2 separate regions of the Gossypium hirsutum genome follow, and region 1 is linked to region 2. The links are chromatin contacts, called in public Hi-C maps. All regions are on one chromosome and are shown on one strand. The core of a region is the stretch at or near the end of the contact, and the rest is flanking DNA. Distances in the headings are between cores, read along the strand shown. Region 1 has its middle 8.7 kb from the start of LOC121212843. Region 2 holds the start of LOC107894847 (translationally-controlled tumor protein homolog).

Evidence for each region. A called contact is a pair of places that touch in the nucleus more often than the background predicts.
Region 1: a Hi-C map of leaf shows a contact between it and region 2, with 1.6 times the contacts expected there. The contact joins the enhancer-like site here to the promoter of LOC107894847 in region 2. A contact is called at or near these places in 2 of 34 Hi-C or Micro-C datasets (both in leaf).

What each region holds. Positions count from the first base shown.
Region 1 is chrA13:77,356,636-77,361,106 of Gossypium_hirsutum_v2.1, forward strand. No RefSeq gene overlaps it. Among protein-coding and RNA genes, the nearest start is that of LOC121212843, 8.7 kb to the right of the region's middle. Within about 2 kb of position 3,081, at least 2 of the 9 cell types and tissues checked have an H3K27ac peak or open chromatin away from gene starts, as enhancers often do. A contact at or near this core is called in leaf, where this site is marked.
Region 2 is chrA13:77,189,808-77,194,104 of Gossypium_hirsutum_v2.1, forward strand. LOC107894847 (translationally-controlled tumor protein homolog) reads right to left here and starts at 2,467. Exons shown (of 5, transcript XM_016820042.2): 1 at 2,215-2,467; 2 at 1,689-1,762; 3 at 1,111-1,239; 4 at 885-1,042; 5 at 533-818. The coding sequence starts at 2,242. The coding sequence ends at 701.

The DNA.
Region 1 (4,471 bases), core at 1,831-4,330, 170 kb after region 2:
CAAATAGTTGGGCTAAACATTATGTGTTTGTTTGTAAGGTGAATGCGACCAAGAGAAATGGCACAAACTCCTACCCGATATTAGCAATTAATTGGATCTAATTAAATATGGATGGCACTGTCCAGGTGGCCTCTAGTTTTGCTGCTGCAAAGGGGTTATGCGTGGCACGAAGGGGAATTGGATTTTAGGATTTAATAAGTTTCTGGGAATATGTTCAGTATTAAAGGCTGAGTTATGGGGTATTTTTTAGGGCTTATCTCTTCTATTGGAGCAAGGATTTGATAGAGTGTTGATTAGTACATATAGCATATAAGCAATTTAGATTATTTAAGACAATATTTCGAGGAATGCAAATCCAACTTTGGTTAGGCAAATACATCAACGGTTGGAAATGACAGTACAATGACTTATCCTACATGTACCTAGAGAAAAAAATAAAGTTGTGAATTTTTTTTGCAAAAATTGATTGCAGAAATAAAGACAATTATACTTTTGTTTGAACTTCCTTTAGGTGTTTTAGTTTAAGTCTTTGTGAATTCTTTATTTTATATTCACCAAAAAATTTAAAAATTAATTTTTTTTTTTACTTTTTGTATTTTAAAAATTTCTAGCTTGATAACCGATACTAATAATATTTTCAATCAATTATCATGTATGTTGACTGAGTAATGATTTGTATTTTGAAGTTACTTTTATGATTGCATGAGTTTATTCATGGAAAATTTGTTCCAGAAAGAAATATGACTTCTTAACTTGTTCCAGTCCGGATGAGAGCAAACCAAAATCTGGAATGAATGTGGAGTAATTTAAATAAAAAAACGTTGAAGGGCTTTTGAAATGCAATACAAAATAGAAATGGGGAAGGAGGATAGATGGAGGGATGTTCAATCATTGCAGCACTGCTTTCAAATCAAAATGGTTACTTTCTGTGTTGGTAAAACATTTATAAGACAATGGAAATGGTCAGATATGAAAACTACCAGAAACCATATCTATCTATGCCCCTGCCTAGGGACTAATACCCCCTCTCACATTGTTTCAGGTGATAAAGAAAAAACCTCCCCCCCTCTCTCTCTCTCTCTCTCTCTCTCTCTCTCTCTCTCTCTCTATCTTTAATAAAAAACTTGGGTCCAACACGCAACCCCCGACGTGCATTTTCTTACACTCTTCTGCACCCGCCTGTGTTTGCCCTTTGCCATTTGCCAACCCCCTTTTCTTTATTTCCGATCTTAATAACAAATAACAAAATTTTCACTTTTTTGCATGTTGGGGTTCTTGTTTCCATCTCTGTCAAAATCTAAACATGCTTGAGGGTATTGAACAACAAGAATAAAAGACTAATATTGTAATACCATATTAGAACTATCCAACAAGACACGTTAAGTGACTGAAAATGAAAAAGAGGGAGAGAAAAAGGACCATTCTCTCTTCTAACAATGCTTTAACAATGCTAAAAGCAGCAAATTAAACTCGAGTTTGACAGGAGTTAAATAAAAGACAGTCAAGATATGTTTTTTTTTTTTTTACCACAGATGTGAAAACCCAAGTTCAGGCTAACAAGTTATCTGATGATGAGATCAAGAATTTTAAAGTTTCAATATAAATTTGGGATGGGTATTGGCGGCAGAAAGCACTTAAAAAACCAGTTAAGTCAAATTCAAGGTCGTATCAGTTAAAATGAATGAAGATTTAGAAATTTCAACAAGGAAGAGGACCCCACATCTTTGTTAAATTAAGTGTGTGGTTTTTATAATTATCATCTCGAAAGTTTCATAATATCAATTAGATTAAAACATCTCTGAATTTCATAATTACAAACCAGATAGATAGATACATGAAAACTTAGACCCCAGAGCTCTGTCTTTAAAGAATGCCCACTTCTAGACTCAATCTCTATTACTCTCTTCTTTTTTTTCTCTCTCTCTCTCTTCGGAAAAACTTGTATATAAATAAATGTCACTTCCTTTGCTTTCTGCACTCAACTCATGAACTTGAAAAGCTTTACTTGGATGGGTTGGTTGGGGGTGAGTATCTCTTGTTGGAGAAGCAGGGCACGTGCAAGTTCCTATGTTTAAGTGAACTTTGCACGTGCTCCCCTTCTCCACCGTGAGTTTCTCATTCTGATTGCTGATTGCAGTACTGAATCTGCAACTGCATCTCACCTCTTTGAAACTACAGATGTCGACCAGGACAAAAAAGGTAATCTATCATATATATGTTTATCTTTTACATTCCTCTCTTCACCTGCAATCATCAATTCTTCTTCCTTTTTTTTTTTTTGCTTTCACGCAAACAATTCAGTGTTTCCTGGCGCAAAAAATAAGCATCCAAGTTAAACATCAATTTGCAGAGAAGATATTTCTGATAACATGTAGGTTTTGCAGTTATATGTGCAGGGCCTTATATAATATATTATGAGATGAGTTCAATTTCTTACATTCACGATATCTAAGTAAGAAGTAAAACCAACAGATTTTGCAAGAAAAAGTTAGATCCATTGATTTGTTTGTCAATCTTTTTAACCAGTGAATAAATTGTTCTACAGGATACAAATGGATGCCTTATAAAATATGTTTTAACATTTCAACGAATGTAGATATACGAGTACTTGAAAAAAAAAAGAAAAGAAATGGGAATAAATTTCCAATTTTGGGTTATATTATTTGATCTAAGATGTACAGTGACAGAGGAGCACAGAAAGGAATGAGTTCTCCACTGAAAGGGGATTAATGTAATGTACTTTCCAGGAGAAAAAAAAAACAAAAAAACAAAAACAAAAGGGAAATGGTGATTTTGAAGAAGAAATGGGTCTGGGTTTTGACTAATATTATAACATGATAATGATGCACACAGATTGTACTTTGCGTGGTTGACTTGGGGCGAGAGAAGCGTACGGAGCACAAAATGAAGGTCTGAAACTGAAGAAAACACACACACGCTTGGTTCAACTGTCCCATTTGTCAAAGAAAGCCAAGCAAAGATGGTGTAATTGGCAGTCAAATGACTGGTTTTGGTAAGCAAAATGGCAGTACCTGGGCTGCTTCAATTCACTGGGCCTTAAAAACTGGGGGGATTTTTTCCTTGGTTTTGGTTAGGGCTTTTAACGAATGGGTTCGGAAAAAGAAGGGTAATTGGATAGGCCGAGTGAGTGTTGGGAATTGAAATAGATGCAGAGAATGGGAAATGAACCTTAAAATGCAAGCAATGGTGATGGAAGGATGGAGGCGTGTACTGGGACACGCAATGCACAGGTTTCGAGGCTTCTGCAAAAGACCAGACATACATTTAGACAATGATTTTGTCACATGCTAAACTCTTGACAAACATGGCAGCGAATCCTTTAAGAACTCTGAATCCTTTCTCTTTTGATTTTTTGTCCTGCAACCTATAACTTTTTTTTGTGTCTGCATGAATGCTCACACATGCAAGTTGTTTGTTCTTCAATTTAATGGACTGTCTTATTATTGTTAGTTTTTGACGATGTCATATGTCCAGATAGTTTTGTCCAAAATTTATTTGAACTTGTAAAATTATTTTGTCTTTATTGGTTTTTTTTATATAAATAAGCTTAAAATATTAATTGAAAAATTATACTCAAAAAATATTTTTGGCTGGTAATTATTCCAAAAAAGACTATCAATTCTGCAACAAAACCACTCATGCCCGGTAATGCAAGAGAAGCCATAGATAAGATACTGAACATCGTAAATATTTTGGGAATCGAAACGGCCATTCCGCCCATTTCGTCGAGATAAACAAGACGCATTCTATCATAACTCGTTCTTGCCAAGAAAAAAAGTGCAGCACCGATAAAGTCATGAGATATTATTTGTAAAATAGCTCCGTTGAGTCCCGTATCAGTTATCGAACCAATTCCTATAATTATGAAACCCATATGAGATACGGAGGAATAGGCTATTATTTTTTTTAAAATTCCGTTGACCAAGAGATGTTGAAGCTGCATAAATTATTTGCATTGTACCCACTATTATCAACCAGGGAGAAAATATGGAATGCGCCATTTTTCTTTTAAAATATATTTTTTTGTTTTTGTAAAGACGAAGAAAGAAATAATCTCTCCTATTTACTCCGTCGACGAAGAATCAAATTATCACTATATTTATTCCTTTTTCTACTTCTTCTTCCAAGTGCAGGATAACCCCAAGGGGTTGCGGGTTTTTTTCTACCAATTGGAGCCCTCCCTTCACCACCCCCATGGGGATGGTCTACAGGGTTCATAACTACTCCTCTTACTACAGGACGCTTACCTAGCCAACATTTAGATCCGGCTCTACCCAAACTTTTCTGGTTCACCCCAACATTCCCCACCTGTCCGACTGTTGCTAAGCAGTTTTTGAATATCAAACGGACGATTGTTATAGTGGAAGTTAATGTTTGCCAGTGGCATCACTTTCTTTTTTTTAATTATTATTTAATCATTAATTTTTTTAAAAAAATTGGGTGTTGTTAC
Region 2 (4,297 bases), core at 1,217-3,716:
ATATCTCAAAGTTTATTTGGTTTTATTATAATTTATCATAATCACACTAACAATATTTTATATTAATATAAATTTATTTCTAAATAATTGTTATTATATAAGGTGTTGTTTGATAAATTAAAATTCTGAATTTTTTACTATTAAATTTTATAAATATTGAATTTATATAAGAAAATTGTTTGTTAAATTAGTAAAATATTCATAATGAATATAATTATGTTATTTGATAAAAGTAAATACTAATTTTAAAAAATATATATTTATAGTTTAATTTTAATCTCATTAATATAATATTTTATATTATTTTAAATAAAAATTAAAGATGATAATTTGAATATGTGATTTAAATAAATAGTATAATTTGAATATGTGATTTAAATAAATAGTTTATTTCATTTTCTTAACTACTTACAAAAATTTAAATATTTTATAATCAAAGTTAGAAAAAATTATAATAATTTGAGAGATTAGAAGTTGGCCACCACAACATATGCCACTTGGCCATCAAAGAAAGATATCCCTAACAGATTCATTTTAAAGAAAAAATACAGTTGCTATTTATTCCTGGTATAATTATATATATATATATTGATAACCTCAAAAAAAATGTAAAATTATAATAGTAAACCCCCAACTTTAAGCCCCTTGAATGAAATGAAAATCTAGAATTACACCTGTCCAGCAATGACTATCACTCCCATTAACACTTGACTTCCTTCAAGCCATAGGGGAAGTAGAGGAAAGTGGGGTTGGTGGCGCCGTCTTTGTAATACGCAAACACTAAGCTACCATCATCATGCATGCTTTCACCCACAAAACTGCAAAATAAAAAATTAAAACTAAAAAATAATTCCATGGTTGAGAGTTGGAGCAGCAGTACGTACAATTGAAGATCCTTAAGCTTGGCAAGCAAAAACTTGGTTGCCCCCTCTATGTTCTTCTTGAATGTCTCTTGCTTTGCTGTCTCCAATTTTGGAGTCAAGTTCTTGATGTACCTCTTCATGTACGTAACAAATTGCTTCTTGTCAAATGCAGGTTGCTCCTATCATTTCAAACAAACCCTTGTTATTATGTGATATAAATTCAGATGAACGGGGGTTGGTTTAATACCTGAAGTCGGAAAGTGTCAACAATGTCGACCACCTTTATGGCTTGGTCGTCGACACCTTCGTCTTCGTCACCACCTTCTGCTGAAGGGTTTGCGCCAATATCTACAGTCACAGCTCCTTGGACAACCCACTGCATGTATCAACCAAATTATCTTTTCTTGGGTTTAAACGCAACACCAAGAATGGCAACAAGGCGGAGCGGTTTCGTTTACTTAAAACTCTGATTTTCTCAATCCTGCTCCCATATTATTTTTACAAAACTACTGCATTCTTATAAAATTAAAAAAACCTAAAATATGTTATATTTGAAAAATAAAATAATTATAAATTTAAAAGAAGAGAACTTATCCTGAAAATTTAATGAAAAACCCAACCCTACTCAAGTCATTACCATACATATTCTTGCAACCCTAAGATAGGGTCTGAAAACTTAGATTTCAAATTAGTTAATAACACTCGTAATTATTTCTTAAATTCATACTTTTCCAAATATATACATCACTTAAATAGTAAATGAAATCCAAATTCATATTTTTAAGAGTGACAATTGAGAATAATGAAGAGGGAAAAGATTCAAACCTTCCCTTCTACTTCCCATAACATTCCATTCTCGATTTCCTTATATGGGAAAGAATCTGAGAGGAGCTCATCACCTGAATTTTCCTCATTATTAACCAACTTTACAATTATGAGATTAAAAAACAATTATTTAATTCAATCCAGTGTACCCACATTTGTTAACCTTATCAAATAGGCAACCATTTAGCTAATTCTCTTTGAAGATATTATCTTCTAATTCAGGGTTTTTTTTTAAAAAAAAACAGAAAATAATTGCCCAGAAAATCGTTAAAAAAAATAGATAACCGATAGTCAAATAAAAAATTAAAACAAAAAAATCTTTTATTTTTTTTCTGTTAAATTCTCTGGAAAAATAAAACCTCACAGATCAAACCATTAAAAAGAAAGTATGCTGAAATATCATCATCCTTGTATATAAGAAAGGAGGGGTTGAAAGAAAGGCAAAATTTGAGGATATCCCAAATACAATTCAAACAGAGCCAAGGAAAAAGAGAGAGATATTGAAGAGGAAATAAAAGATTGATACCTGTAAGAATATCCTGATAAACTAACATATTTGCTAAAAAATTATCCTCTCTGACTCTCTCTTTCTGTGTGTGTCGTTGGAGGCCTTAAAAATTTAAAAATTGAAGTGGAAATTTATTGAAAAGAGAAAGCAAAGCGAGAGGGTATCTCGGCAGCCAAGCGGCAGCGAGGATTTATAGCGGGAGCTCAAAATCAAAACCAAGGCCTCTCTCTCAAGGATTCTCAATTTACGGAAACACCCTTGAAGTTCTTGTTTGTTAAAACGAATCACTTCAGGATTTGAAATTAATTTATTTTTAACTGCTTAATTCTGTTTTGTTAAGTTTCGGCGGTTTGCAGAGTTCGAAGCTTGTGCAGCAATTTCCGCCTTCAACTGGGTCCCACCATTTCTATGTTTCTGTTTCACCCTATTTTTTTAAAATTTCTTATTGTTTAATATTTACTAAAATATTATGCAATTAGTAATCATGTACCAAAAAATATGGGTAGGGTAAGCAAACTCAATTCAATTAAAATTTTTGATTTTTTTTTTAAATTTTATTGTTTTTGAAGTCGTAAGTAAAGATTGTTTTGAAGTGGTCATCTTTATCCTCCTCTCATCTTCAACGAAGGAATAGTGTATAGAACTTAGATATTAATAATAGAGTGGTATGTACATACAATTACAACTATATGAATTTTTGTTGTAAAATAATTGAGTGGTTTCAAAATTACGTCATGCATGTTTAATATCATTTTGTATCTTGGGATAATCTTCCTTGGATGGATATAATCTTGTGTTTTATGAAGTTTTTGAATGATGATTTGACATATTTTTAGTCCTAAAAGTGTTTTAAAATGTTGTAAAATGTTAAGATAATTTTGACTTAGTTTTAAAAGTTTAAGTTATGTTTTATGTTTTGGGCAATTTGTCCCAATGTCACGACATCCAACCTTCAAAGCAATGTAGCAACACCACAAGTCAGTGTCGCAACATTGGAGTCAATAAATTAATTTGCTCTAATATCGCAACATCAAAAGATTAATGTCGCGACACCCATTTCTCAATGTAGTGACATTGGTCTTGTGTACTCTGTTTTGACCCAAGTAATCCTCTCTTGTAACTAAACTATAAAGAAAGACTAAAAATGACTTGTATAAGTTTAAAAGAATCTATTTATATTACACCATAAAAAGGTTCATTTCACTCTGTCATAAGTTTTGCTCATATCCAACTTAAGCGCAAAATTCCCCCATCTCTTTGACCTTCTCTTAAATGCATGCAATATTTCATACGCAAGTAATACATTATCTGAAATTAAACTCTCTGGAACAAAAGCACTTTGTGCTACATCAATACGTGCATCAAGAACTTTTGAAAACAATTTGCTATAACTTTCAAGATAATCTTGTAAAGTACATTGCATAAGCTAATTGGATGAAAAGGCTACAAATTAGAAGGCTGAGCAATCTTCAGTATAAGAATAATATGCATGGTATTTAAAGGTTCTAATGAATTACCTCCATTAATAATTCCAAAATAATAATCACCAACGTTGCTTTCCACAATATGCTAATATTTCTAATAAAACATTGCTGGAAAACCATCAGCTCTAGATGCTTTCATTGGGGCCATTTCCTTCAATGTCATCCATAATTCTTCCACATTGTATTCGACAGTGAGGGCTTAATTCATACTTTCTAAAATATTTTAATCCAGCACTAATAGGATTCAACCTACATCTCCTACCCCTTTGAAAAGTGAACAGGTTCGAGAAGTATTCATTTGCAATATTATCCATTTCTTTTTTATCAGACGTAATCTACCCTCCACTCATTTATAACCCTTTTATGTAATTTGTCCCTAGTCTTTAAGTAGCTAATTTATGAAAGAAAGTCGTACCATGATCTCCATTCTTAAGACAATTCACCCTAGCTCTTTATTCCCAATATAACATCTATTTATTAATGTTCATATTAAAGTGCAACTTTGAATCCATTAGATCGCCCAATACCTCATCATCTCTCTCCATTTTACTTAGTTGATCAATTTTTCGATAAAGATATTTTCTTACACCTTTCTTCTCCTTTTTCAAATGCTCCGC